Linked DNA regions of Hordeum vulgare: region 1 is linked to region 2. The links are chromatin contacts, called in public Hi-C maps. All regions are on one chromosome and are shown on one strand. The core of a region is the stretch at or near the end of the contact, and the rest is flanking DNA. Distances in the headings are between cores, read along the strand shown.

Region 1 (6,870 bases), core at 3,325-5,824, 270 kb after region 2:
CTTGATCGTATCATTCATTGAGAGCTCAAACCATTTGCATCCTTGCATCATACTTCTTGGTTCTCGTTTGGTGTTTCTCTTTGTGAGTTTTAGAGCTTATGGTCATCTTCGTGACAAGCTCGAGTTCATCGAAAACGGAGTCCATATGCATCTACTATGATGTTTTCGATGTTGGAGTTTTTGCCGGTTCTTCATTCATAGAGGGACTTGACCACTTCGTGTATATCATTGGCATTTTCATATCTGCATGGTCTTAAGATTTTCATATCATTGACCACCATATTTGTCGTTGTTTGGATAGCTCTTGTCCTCCTGAATCCAACAAGCTTGGGTTTGCTCGATTCGGAGCTCGTATGCGAAAGTTATGGTTGTTTCAGTGGCGAGCGGTAGTACCTCTGGACCTAGCGGTAGTACCGCTAGAGGTGGCGGTAGTACCGCTGGCCCTAGCGGTAGTACCGCTGTCCCAGCGGTATTGCCGCCCCTGGCCAGCGGTAGTACCGCTCCAATTTTTAGTACCGTCATCTTTGCGGTTGTACTGCGTCGGACATTTTTGTGAAGACTTTCTTGGCGGTGGTTGGCCCGGTAGTATCTTTGCACTACCATGGGCTAAGCGGTAGTACCGCTGCAGCCAGCGGTAGTACCGCTGGAGGGTTAACGGTAGTACCGCTGGAGGGTCAGCGGTAGTACCGCTGCAGCCAGCGGTAGTACCGTTGGGCTCGGGCTGTAAGTGGGGTAACGGTCTGATTCCTTCCCCCACTATATAAAGGGGGTCTTCTTCCCCTTGGTCTTATTCATCCGTTGAGCTCTTGTTCTACCTCCATTGTTGACATTCTTAGAGCTTGCTTACTCTCAATCCCTCCAATGATTCTTGCTTGTTCTTGAGGGAAAAGAGAGAGGAGATCTGGATCCACATCTCCACCAATCACTTTCTCCTCTATGTGAGGGGAACCCCTTGGATCTAGATCTTGGAGTTGTTTGTGAGCTCCTTGTTCTTCCTCTCATATTTCTCGATAGCTTTCGTTGTTGTGGAGGGATTTGAGTGTGAGGGACTTGAGCACTTCGTGTGTTCTTGCCATTGCATTGGTTGCACCGGTTTGAGTTCTCCACGGTGATACATGGAAGTGAAGTTTGAGAAGCTTATTACCTTTGGTACTTAGTACCCTAGATATTGTTCTTCGTGGATGCTTTGGCGTCCTAGAAGCTTGGTGGTGTCTCGAAGCTCAATCATTGTGGTGTGAAGCTCCGGGCAAGCGTCGGGGTCTCCAATTAGGTTGTGGAGATTGCACCGAGCAATTTGTACGGGTACCGGTAACCGCCCCCAAGGGTTGCCACGTGTACGGGTTCGGTGACCGCCCCCAAGGTTTGCCATTTGTACGAGTTCGGTGACCGCCCTCAAGGGTCCCTTAGTGGAATCACGGCATCTTGCATTGTGCGAGGGCGTGAGGAGATTACGGTGGCCTTAGTGGCATCTTGGGGAGCATTGTGCCTCCACACCGCTCCAACGGAGATTAGCATCCAGAAGGGTGTGAACTTCGGGATACATCATCGTCTCAGCGTACCTCGGTTATCTCTTACCCAAACCCTTTACTTATGCACTTTACTTTGTGATAGCCATATTGTCTTTTGTTATATATCTTGCTATCACTTAGTTGTTTATCTTGCTTAGCATAAGTTGTTGGTGCACATATGTGAGCCTAGTTGTTTGAGGTTTTGTGCTTGACATATTAAACGTTAGTTTTATTCCGCATTTGTTCAAGCTTAAACCTTAATTATTTTAAAGCGTCTATTCACCCCCCTCTAGGCGACATCCACGCCCTTTCACCATTTCTCGTCAATTTTGGCGGGAAAGTATTGGGGGATAAATTGGCGGGAAAGTATTGGGGGAGGGGGGTAAATTGGCGGGAACCTAGGCAGAAAATGGAGCATGGAAAATAGCTAACATGCAAAAAAAATCCCATGCATCTATTGGCCTAGCCAACACCAATCAGTCCTTATTGGTCTAAGCCAAGGCTGATAAGGACTTATTGGCCTAGCCAAGGCCGACAGGAGCTTATTGGCTTCGCCAAGGCCGATAAGCTACCGGAAGCCAGGCTGACAGGCCTATCGACCTAACCAAGGCCGATTGGGACTTATTGGTCTTGGCTAAGCCGATATGTTCCAATCGACCACGCCTAAGACGAGGCCGTATTATTTTTGAAAATTCTAAATTTTGTGTAATATTTTTCAAAAAAAAAAACAAAAATGCAATATTTAAAAAAATTTAGCCTTTATCTACGCTATGTATGCAAATTGGCAGGCCTCGGCCGTGTGCACTGCTCGAATCGGGAAATAAAGAAGTAAGGCAAATAGGGAATTCCCGATCAAATGTTTAATTTTTGCTAGCCCTTTAGTTAGTCTCGCTCCATGCTAAAGCGTTTTGTTTTTTGAGGGGCACTCCATGCTAAAGCTTTAGTAGATAGAGCGAATTTATTTACTTTTGAGCAAAAGTAGCAAATGGAGAAGATTGCAGGCACCCTTACGTGACGAAATTATTAATTGAGAAGTACTCATTTTAAAGGTTATTACTTCCATCTTTTCATGTCACAACAAGTGGTACACTGTATGTGTCACTTGTCGTAAATCCGGATTTTTTTTCTTTTTTTCATACATCCGTTATTTTAAAACGTTTTATCTCTTAAACCGTGCGTCCAAATCTCGAACCATTTTCATCTTTAGATTTCTCGTTTCAAGATCTTTGAAATTAGATCCCATGTTAATAGGTTTCAATAAACATTTTTTCAAAAAAAATGGACGAAAAAATCATGCCTCTCACGGAATGCAAAAAATGTGTTTTGTTTCCGTTTCAGAGAGACATGACCCTGCCTATCGCAGAAGCAAAACCGTGCATTCTGCAAAAGAAAAAAAAAGAAAAACACGATTTTTTCTGTTTTCGAGACACAACCGAAGCAAATCATGCCCCTTGGCAAATAAACAAAAATAAAAAATGTGTTTTTTCATTTACAAGAGGCACGGCTATGCCTCTCACAGAAGCAAAATCATGCCTCACGATAAAGGAGAAAACAGAAAATACTTTTTTTTCGTTTCTGAGAAACACAACCGTGTCTCACGAGGAATAAAACTGTTGCCTCTCAAGAAAGGAAAAAATGCAAAAAAAAATCAAGATACACGACCGTGCCTTTTACGGAAGCAAATTTATGGCTCTCGCGAAAGAAAACCCTCTTAAGAGAAACAATAAACAAAGCACGTTTTCTCATGCAAAAAAAAAGATTTTTTTTTTCATCCAAAAGGTAGGAAAGACCATTGGATAACTGAAACAGAGAATAAAAAAACAAAAAACATTTTTAAAAGCCAAAAATGCATGTGATAAAATAAATAAAAAAGAAAATCCAGAGGAAACACCTAGAACGCGACTCGTGGCAGTGACTGGCAATGCGCCAAATGGTGGCGTTTGAGAGTGACCCTCGAAAGAGTTCCGAAGAAGCGTTCCTTAGATATTTGTTCCCACTACGTGTGAATACAAAGTGAGACGTAGGGAAGGCTCGCATCAAGGCCACTGCAAGATGGGTTGGTCCGGGCGCGCAGAGGCCACAGGCTCGTTTTCTTAGGTTTTCAATTTTTTTCATTTTACCTTTTCTTTGTTAATATCATTCGTACTTTCAAATATTCTAAATGAATATACCCCCCATCCATATTAATGGATGCAAACTTAGTACTCCGTTCATAAAAATATATTTTAATGATCTAAACGTCCTTATATTTATTTACAAAGGGAGTAAAATTTTAGTACAGTATTGTATTAGGTGTGCATCAATTAATATGGATCGGCGAGATTACTATCAATAAGAAACTGTTAATCAACCATTAGGAAAATGCAAATTGTGTACAGAAAAAATATTCCCCACATATATGAAAAATATATATACAAAACGTAAATAATTTCTGTGAAAATTTTGATCATGTATTTGAAAAATATTAATCAAGCATTTGAAAAAAATGTTTGACAAGTTTTTGAAAAATATTAATAAGGCATTGAAAAGTATTAAATATATATACAAAAATGATAACCAAGCATTACGAAATCACAAATGTATTTGTAAAACGTTTAATGTGTATAGGACAAAGGTTGAACATGTATTATAAACTTGTAATCATTTATTTGAAAATGTGAAAAAATAGCCAATGTATTAAATCGTGTATAAAAATATTGTAAAATGTCTAAAAAGTATAAGATATTGTAAAATGTAGACATGTGTGTAAATAATGTATCTAAGGTAATTGAGAAACTAATATAAAATAAGAGGAAAACTAAGAAATTGTTAAGAACGGAAAACAAAAGGCCGAGTGACAACAATAAAAATTGAGAAATATGATAAAAAAATAAAACAAACTGTTAAGGAACTAAGAAAACAGTCAAGAACCATCGAAAAATGGAGAAACTAGACGACAAAAAACCAACAATACAAATATCCATAAAGAAAAAGAAAAAGAATTCCATGGGACAGAATACTGGGGACCTCCTATGTGACGCGCTTTGCCTCCAACAGAGAAAGCTCCTACCTGGCGTTCGTTGCGTCAGGGACACCTACGCCGCACAGGGGTGCCCCGATTGGACCGGCCCAGCTCTGATTTGTTTTACTTTTTGTTACTTTCTCTTTTCTGTTTATTTTCTTCTTTTCTGGTTCGTTTTTTCTTTTCCTTTTTAGTTTTCTTCTCGTATTTGAAATAAAAAACATTTTTCGAATTTGAAAAATAATTTCGAAGTATTGTGAATGAAATTGAAAGCGTGAACAATTTTTTAAAGCATGAATATTTTTTGAATCTCGACAACAAAATTTTCAAAAGGAGATTTTTTTTGAAAAACCCTGAACAAATTTCGAAGCTTATACTAATTCTAAAACACAAACATTTTTGGAATTTTGAGAACATATTTTGAAACTGAGAACAACTTTGGAAAATCGTGAAATATTTTTTTTGAAACTAGAAATTTTTTCAAAAACTCCAAAGAAATTTGAAAGTGTGAAAAAAAATTAAACCACGAACATTTTTTCAATTTTGAGAACAAATGAACCGACCCAGCCTTTTTCAATTTTGAGAACAAACGAACAAATGAAAGTGTGAAAAAAATAAGAATAAAATTTAAAGGCTTAAAAAAAAGAAAAACTTTACAAGGAAAAGGGAACGGTTCAAAAAAATTATAGAAATTTCCCAAAGCTAGAAAACCAGACTAAAAATCTCTAAAATATTCCCAAAACCAAAAAACTCTCAAACACGATAATGAGTCCCCCAGGTCACCGCACATCACCAGTGAAAATTCTGTGCGTTGCGTCGATAGTTTGATGCAACGCGCCGCAAATAGAAAATTCCATCTAGGCGGCTTGTGTGAAGCAAGGAAAAAGGGGCTGGCCCACTTTGCTCCGTGAATGATTTTGCTTTCTTCATAATTTACTCATCTTTTCAAAGAGCTCCTATTCGACGCCACAGAACCTGCCTGTGCCCATGCGACACCACGGGTGCGTCGGCCCATGTACACGATCTCAAAAAATGAGATAAAACACTTCACTGATTCTGAAATAAGAGTCCTGAACTTGAAAAAGGAAATAGTGGCAGAAAAACGAAAAAACCGTGATTTCAAAAAACTTCTCTGATTCTGAAAAAAAAGTTCAGGAACTTGAAAAAGTTTGTTTAAGTTGAAAAAACGGTCTTCCATTTTTTCCAAATCATACTTGAATATGAAAAAAGTTCATCAATTTGAAAAAAGTTCATCAATTTTGAAAAAAAAGATTGTCAATTTTGAATTAAAATTGACCAAATCTGGATGAGTTCACCGATTTTGAAAAATGTTCATTGGACTTGAAAAAGGTTCACAGAATTTGGAAAAAAGTTCATCAGATTTGATAAAAGTTCTTCGAATTTCTAGAACTCTCTTTAAAAATAAATGATTTAAAGAAAGCTCATTGATATTGAAAGAAATTCATCAAAGGTTCATCAGTTTTTAATGTCGTCGTTTTTGTAAGAAGTTCATGAAACTTAAGAAAACAAAACAAATGGGAAGTAGGAAGGAAAAAAAGAAGGGAGAAGTTATCACAGCAAACCGTTTGTGGTTGGGTGGTTAGTGCAGTTTATCAGGGACAAGAGATCCCTCGTTTGATTCTCATGACGGGCGTTAGGTTTCATTTCAAACATATAATCTTTAGCAAATTCAGTGTAAACATAAAATAGAATAATAGCTAAACAGGTCGGCCAATCTTAGAGGGCGTCAAACGTCCGTTTGCAAAATGTGCAATAACGGTCACATGAGGCTTCAAATAAGATATGTCAACTTTTCACCGAAACAAAACAACTGATTTTTTTCAGAGCTACATACTCCCTCCGTCCGGAAATACTTGTCATAGAAATGAATGTATCTAGATGTATTTTAGTATTAGGTACATCCATTTTTATACATTTGTGTGACAAGTAATTCCGGACGGAGGGAGTATTTAACAACCTATTAGAAATAGAAAAATATATTACAAAAAAATGTTCAGTGTGTATTTCATCTTATACTAAAAAAAGTTTCATATTTTTGTTTAAAAACTCCATCAAATATTAAAAAAGTTCAATGTGTTTAACAAGAATATTCATTGGATATTAAAACAATGTTCAATATTTAAATGAAAAAAATTATATATAGTAAAAAATCTCAATGTGCATTTAAATGAAGTTTATATACTAGAAAGGAAAACTCACTTTATATTCGAAAAAATTTGGAAAATGTACAATGTGTAAAAATAAAAATAAGAATAAAAGAAGGAAATCCAAAATCTAGAAATGAAAAAAGCAATAAAACAAAGAAAAATAATCTGAAACACAACAATTGTCACATGGGTA
Region 2 (6,800 bases), core at 2,256-4,755:
TTCTTGCTTAGATGACATTTATGTTATTACCTATGTTACTTCCATTGTGGATAGTCTTACATAGGCCATGTTTGGATCCATGGGTTAGAGTTAGAGTTGGTTAGATTGGATCGAACTAACCCCAAAACATCCAAACAGGAGGGTTTGAGTTGGTTAGATGCATCTAAACCACCCAAAAGAACTAACCCACCCAAGAGGTGCTTATTTGGGTTAGAGTTAGGTGGGGCCCAGAAAAAGTTGCTTTTCCCTCTACCTCCACCACACAAATCCTTGCTGCTAAGGAGCCAAATGATTGGAAAAAGTGCATTTATTGACAATCTAACCCTACCATCCAAACACCTCTTTGCCTAGAGTTAGTTCAGGGTTAGTCTAGACTCTAGAGTTAGAATCTAACTCTAACCTCTAAATCGGTTAGAGTATCCAAACAGGGTCATATAACTGGTCCGGACATTCTCTATGACTTGGTCTAGGGCTATGACCCAGTCTTTGCAAGTGTAGCTGAAGGCCTCCCTCCACATTGCTTGTGACCACGTCTTAAGAACAACTCCAATGGGGCGACCCATTTCGTCCGCCGCCGTCCGTTTGGGTCGGCGCAGACACAAAAGTCGGCCCAACGCGCCGACCCAAACGGACGCGCGTCCAGTTTTCGTCCACCTGGGGACCCATTCCCGACCCAATTTTGGGTAGGATTTGCGTCGGCGCGGACACGAGACAGACGCTCGCGCGCGCGCGCCTACTCCTTTTCCCGAGCCCGCCGGTCGGTGGCTTCCAGCACCATTTCCCCTCAAAAAGCCTACCGCCCGCGCGCGCTCCCGCCCGACGCCCGCTCCAGCTCCCGCCCCGCACCCGCCATGGACGGCGACCTCGACCTCGACCTCGACGCCGCAGCCGGCCGGGCCTCCCTCGTGTTTGACAAAGGCAAGCATCACGCCTCCCGGAAGGCCGCCGCACCGAAGCCAGAGCCGAAGAAGGTGCTGACGGCTGAACAGCGGGCAAAGGAGTCGGCCAAGAGGAAGGACCGGAGGCACGCGGCAGGCGCAAGGGATGAAGCCATCGCGGCGGCCGCCGCGCAGCAGCAGGTCACCAACGCTCGCGTCGCGGTGGCAACGAGGGAGGTGCTCTGCATGTTGGGGTTAAACCCTAGCCAGCACGGCCTTGTCAACGCCGCCGTGGACGTCGCGGTCAGCACCGGCTCATCTGCCTTCCCTCGTGCGCTGCTACCCAAATCGGCCCGTGCGTTGTCTTGCAACCCGATGCACAGCTTCCACGTCTACCTGCAGGCCTCCCGTCTCTCGGGGGAGTGCTCGCCCGAGGTGAGCGTGGTCGCGCCTTCCACGCCCGCACCCACGACCATCCACCTCAACGCCACACCGGTGGCCGGTGGCTCGTCATCCGGAGGCGCGAGGAAACGTGCGAGGCATACGCCAGCCGACAAGCTGCCAGACGCGCGCAACCTATTCGGCGGAATTCTGGCCGTCGATGACTACATGCAGAACATGATCTTCGAGGGTGGTGCGCAAGACGCTGGCTTCGATCCCAACGAGACACAAAGCCAGGATGGCCGAGGCTACAATGAAGATCAGGCCGCCTTCATGGGTGATCAGGTCAGCGTCGGCCTGGACCTGGACGGCTCCCCTCTCGATCATGAGTTCCCGGAGGACTACGGGCTAGAGGAAGAGTACGAGTGTGACATCGAAGCGGAGCCTTTGTTTGAGGACGAGCTCGCCAACCAAGCGGACGGGACGACACCGAAGCGCAAGAGCAAGCGGACCAAGGCATACACGGCGGTCGAGGACAAGCTTCTTTGAGAGCGTTGGAGAGACATTGGGCAAGACCCCAAGACGGGTGCCGAACAAAAGCATTCAACCTTTTGGATTCGTGTTCACCGTGAGTTTCATGAGCGGAAGAAGTTTCCGCCGTATCAAATAGCAAGCGCGCGTGGGTGGGTGTCCATTTCGAAGCGTTGGAGGGTGATCCAACAAGAGTGAAACAAGTTTTGTGCCACTCTTGAGAGCGTCAAGGCCCGCCCCGTGAGCGGCATCGGTGTGCAAGACATGGTATGCCAGCAAGCCGCCCTCTTTTTGTGTCATCATGTACATGCTTTTCATATCATTTTATCAATAGACTTGCATGAAATACATTTGTAGGCATTTCAAGCGTTAGAGGCATTCAAGGCCCAACACAATGGCAAGTGCTTCAACCTCTCCCATTGCTTTAGGGTGATCAAAGACGAGGAGAAGTTCAAGACGCAATATGCCGGCCTCAAGTCGCGTGGTGGGAAGCAAGCCGTGGAGGAGGTTGGGGACGGCGAGAAGGCTCGGCCGGGGGGGGGGGGGGGGAAGACCAACTCCAAGAAGGAGGACAAGCGGGATGCGGCATCGATCGCCTTGATCGCAACCGTGGAGGGCATGATCACCAAAAAGGACTCAAGGGAGGAGAAGCGCCGGCAAGAAAGAAAAAAGCAAATAAACGCCTTCTTGGAGCTCCAAAGGAGGAGGATTGACAAGAAGGCGGAGAAGCAAGCACGAATGCTTGAGATGGAGGCGGAGAAGCAAGCCAAAATGCTAGAGATTGAGGTCGCCAACGCCAAGACCAAGGTCAAAGAAGTGGCTCTCGCGAACATGATGACCGGGGTGGAGATCATGAAGGTGGATCTCAACACTGTATCGCCAAGGAAGAGGCCGTGGTTCGAGAAGATGGAGGCCAACATGCTCAACTTCGACAACGAGTGATCTATGGCGACGAGCGCCATGTTTTTTGGATGCGAGCAGGTGTGCTGGCATGACCACGGGGCCGCAATGACGTGGTCGAACTCAAGTCCCACAGGTTTTTCTGTGCTGGCATGTGTGTCGGCCAGCTAGCGAGTGCGCCAGCATGACTGTGATGCTATTTTTTGAAGCCGGCATTGTATGATGGCGCTGGCATGTTGCTCGCATGAAACATGGCCGCTGACATGATCTGCCGCGGGCCTTTTTTTTAAATATGTTGACCGCGGACATGAAATGGGTCGGCACGTTAGACGCACTGCCGATCCAAATCTAAAACAGGACGGACGTCGGACGGCCGCCCGACCCAAACAGACAAAAGACGGACAAATTCGTCGTCCGTTTGGGTCGGTCCGTTGAAGTTGCTCTAATAAAAACTATTTAGGCGATCAGGCGACCAGCGCGCGGTAAACTAGTTTTTTAGGCACGGCGCGCATATTGGAGATGGTCTAAAAACTATTTCATTGCTTACGAGTTACTGACGCCCATGATTTTTACCCGCCGGGCAAAGTTAATTGTGACCCTTTTAACAACGGGGGAAATGGCAGTGTACCGGCCTGGCCATGGTCACTCCCTGGGTGCGTGAATAATGGCTTGGCTCCCATCCCATGGTCGCAGCGCGTTGGACTTGGACAGCGTCACTCCACTTCCCAACCGCACCGGCTCGTGCTCCACTGACGCGCGCCATTAATGAAAGCGATAGCAGAGCGATGAGCGCAGCAGCCATGCCGCTTCTAGATTCCAAGAAAGAAAACCAGCTGCGTGCGGCTCACTGGCTCCCTAGCTAAGGTAGCCATGGCCAGCTTGCTGCCGCCGGTACACAGTACAATACCAGTGGCGTACGTACAGCCCTACTGCTCGCCGAGCTCTCACGAGCCCGCATTAAAGGACACACCAGAGCTCGCATTCATGGCTCCTTTCAGATGGTAGATGGCTCGCATTTACGCCCCCCACAGTAGTCTCGCCTCGTCTCCCCCGGCCCGCCCCGCTATATATCGCTCCACCCACTCCGCCATTGACGACACACCACGCATACTAGCTCATCGACCTGCCTCCTAGGTACGTACAGCACACACTATTTTCATGCCATTCCTCCACCTCCAGTAGAGCAAGCTTACAAAGAGGCGTACATCGTGAGCTGGCCGGGTTCGACGAGGAGGGCGGCGCGATGGACGTCAACGACGTGCTGCTGCTGGCGTCGGCGGTGGTGCTGGGGCTGATGTGGTGGCGGCGGTGCTCCAAGACGGGCGGCGTGGACGGCCTCCCTCCGGGCCCGCCCGGGTGGCCGGTGGTGGGCAACCTCTTCCAGGTGATCCTCCAGCGCCGCCCCTTCATGTACGTCGTGCGCGACCTCCGGGAGAAGTACGGGCCCATCTTCACCATGCGCATGGGCCAGCGCACCCTCGTCATCGTCACCGACGCCGACCTCATCCACGACGCGCTCGTCAAGCAGGGCCCCATGTTCGCCAGCCGCCCGGCGGACAGCCCCATCCGCCTCCTCTTCAGCGTCGGCAAGTGCACCGTCAACTCCGCGCCCTACGGCCCGCTCTGGCGCGCGCTCCGCCGGAACTTCGTCGCCGAGATCGTGTCGCCGCAGCGGGTCAAGGGCTTCTCGTGGATCCGGGAGTGGGCCATGGGCAACCACCTCCGCCGGATACGCGCGGAGCACGCCAAGACCGGCGCCGTCCGCATGATGGCCAGCTGCCGCCTCACTATCTGCAGCATCCTCATCTGCATCTGCTTCGGCGCCAAGATCCCTGACGAGCTCATCGTGGAGATCGAGGAGGTGCTCAAGGACGTGATGATGATCTCCCTGCCCAAGCTCCCGGACTTCCTGCCCCTCCTCACGCCGCTCTTCCGGAGGGAGCTCGCCGAGGCCAAGAACCTGCGCCGGCGGCAGCTCAACTGCCTGCTGCCGCTGGTGCGCGCGCGGCGGGAGTTCCTCCGGACAGGCGGCAACGCGTGCAAGGCGGCCGGGGAGGGGAACAGGGTGATCGGCGGCGTGGAGATGATGAGCCCGCCCGGGGAGGCGTACGTGGACTCGCTGTTCGACCTAGAGCCGCCGGGCAGAGGGAAGCGGCTCGGCGAGGAGGAGCTGGTCACGCTCTGCTCCGAGGTGATGAGCGCCGGCACCGACACCAGCGCCACCGCGCTGGAGTGGGTCATGATGCACCTCATCCTCGACCCGGCCGCGCAAGAGAGGGTCTACGACGAGGTCGTCGCCAAGGCCGGCAAGACCGCCCGGATCACCGAGGCCGACGTCGAGTCCTTGCCCTACCTGCAGGTGATCAATCCATCCATTCCCATTCTAGCATACTCTACATTGTTTATCTTTGACATCATTTAACTCAAGCGACAGATTAATTAATTTAGCAATATGCTTATTACCATGCACAGAAATGGTTCATTCTTGCAAGCTCGTTTGGGCAAAATCAATTGTAAGAAATTCCTGTCCTTAAAGTAGACATTTGGCATTGCAGTTGAGACTTGAGAGAAGTCCACTTTAGCACCAGGACATAGGAATATGAACTGATGATCACTACTACCTGATCGACCGGCTAATCAATCAACTAAACCTTCACAGTTTGTGATTGGAACACAAGTGTCACACCATCACCATCGATCGATCGGTCGGTCCCATGCATGTTCCCTTCCCTTTTTCTGTTGAAGGACTATCACCACACCTTCGAACCAAGATTGCGGCTACTAATTAAGGATAGTTGACGTAGGGATTAAAGTAAGCAGACACTCATGCAGCTGGCCACTCGAGTGTAGCCGGTGACCAAATGATCAATCATGATCGATGATTTGGACATGAAAACAGATTTGAAAATGACGTTTGCCGGCTCATCAGTGAGCCAGGGTCAACCGAAAGCGATCGACAGCAGAAGACTCCAATTTCTAATTAAGTAAGTTTGACGTGTGAGGTGTGACTAAATATTTTCTTGGTCGCAGGCGGTGGTGAAGGAGACGTTCCGGCGGCACCCGCCGAGCCACTTCGTGCTGTCGCACGCGGCGACGAGGGACGCCGAGCTGGGCGGGTACAGGGTGCCGGCGAACGCCAGCGTGGAGTTCTACACGGCGTGGGTGACGGAGAACCCGGAGACGTGGCCGGACCCGGGCGCGTGGCGGCCGGAGCGGTTCCTCGAGGGCGGCGAGGGCCACGACACCGACATCACCGGCACGCGCGCGCTCCGCATGATGCCGTTCGGCGCCGGCCGCCGCATCTGCCCGGCCGCCACGCTCGGCGTGCTCCACATCCAGCTCACCCTCGCCAACATGATTCGGGAGCTCCGGTGGACTCCCCCCGCCGGCGAGGGCCCCCCCGACCCCACCGAGACCTTCGCCTTCACCGTCGTCATGAAGAACTCGCTCCGGGCCGGCATCGTCGAGCGCAACCAGCCGCCGCCGGTGGCCGCGAATTGACTGCCTCGGTCGACCCAGATGCGCGGCGGTGGCGGTGGCGGTGGCGGTGGCGCGCGTACGTACGTACGTGCCACGGTTAGGTGATTATGGCGCGGGGTCTCATGCATCAAGAAAAGACATGTATAAATACTGCTCCGATCCGCCGTTGGAATTGGACATCGCATCGAGATGCTGTCTTAATTTTTAGTGTCATGTTTTATTTTCTCCTCTTCTCTTGAGTATTTTAGTGCTTCATCTTATTTTCATTCTTTCTCCTTCTCTTTAATTCTTGATTTGATCGACAAATGTATCTATAACCCTGGTCTTGTTCGTTGGGAGTATATTTTTGTTGTCATTCAAGAAAAGAAATAGCCATTACGTCCTAAATTCCACAGTGTGGTGTATATTTTGTTTGACCTTGTTTACAAAATGAGCTATCGACATCTATAATACTAAATAAATAAAATATAAAAATATACATCAAGATTAATCTAATGATAATATGGCCTTGTTGATGCTTTTCTTTTTAAATTTGATCAAACACACACATGCTTGATTTTGAGAAAACGAAATTTGCACTACATTTTAAAACGAGGGTACCACTCTAAGTTTTTACTCTCTCTACCTAAA

What was found. Hi-C and Micro-C count contacts between places; a contact is called where the count stands out from the background.
Region 1: a Hi-C map of leaf shows a contact between it and region 2, with 4 times the contacts expected there. The contact joins the enhancer-like site here to the promoter of LOC123411574 in region 2. A contact is called at or near these places in 2 of 6 Hi-C or Micro-C datasets (both in leaf).

Annotation. Positions count from the first base shown.
Region 1 is chr7H:588,473,142-588,480,011 of MorexV3_pseudomolecules_assembly, forward strand. No RefSeq gene overlaps it. Among protein-coding and RNA genes, the nearest start is that of LOC123407828, 80 kb to the right of the region's middle. Within about 2 kb of position 4,575, at least 3 of the 3 cell types and tissues checked have open chromatin away from gene starts, as enhancers often do. A contact at or near this core is called in leaf, where this site is marked.
Region 2 is chr7H:588,201,080-588,207,879 of MorexV3_pseudomolecules_assembly, forward strand. LOC123411574 (cytochrome P450 77A3) reads left to right here and starts at 3,506. Exons shown (of 2, transcript XM_045104543.1): 1 at 3,506-5,049; 2 at 5,721-6,557. The coding sequence starts at 3,934. The coding sequence ends at 6,191.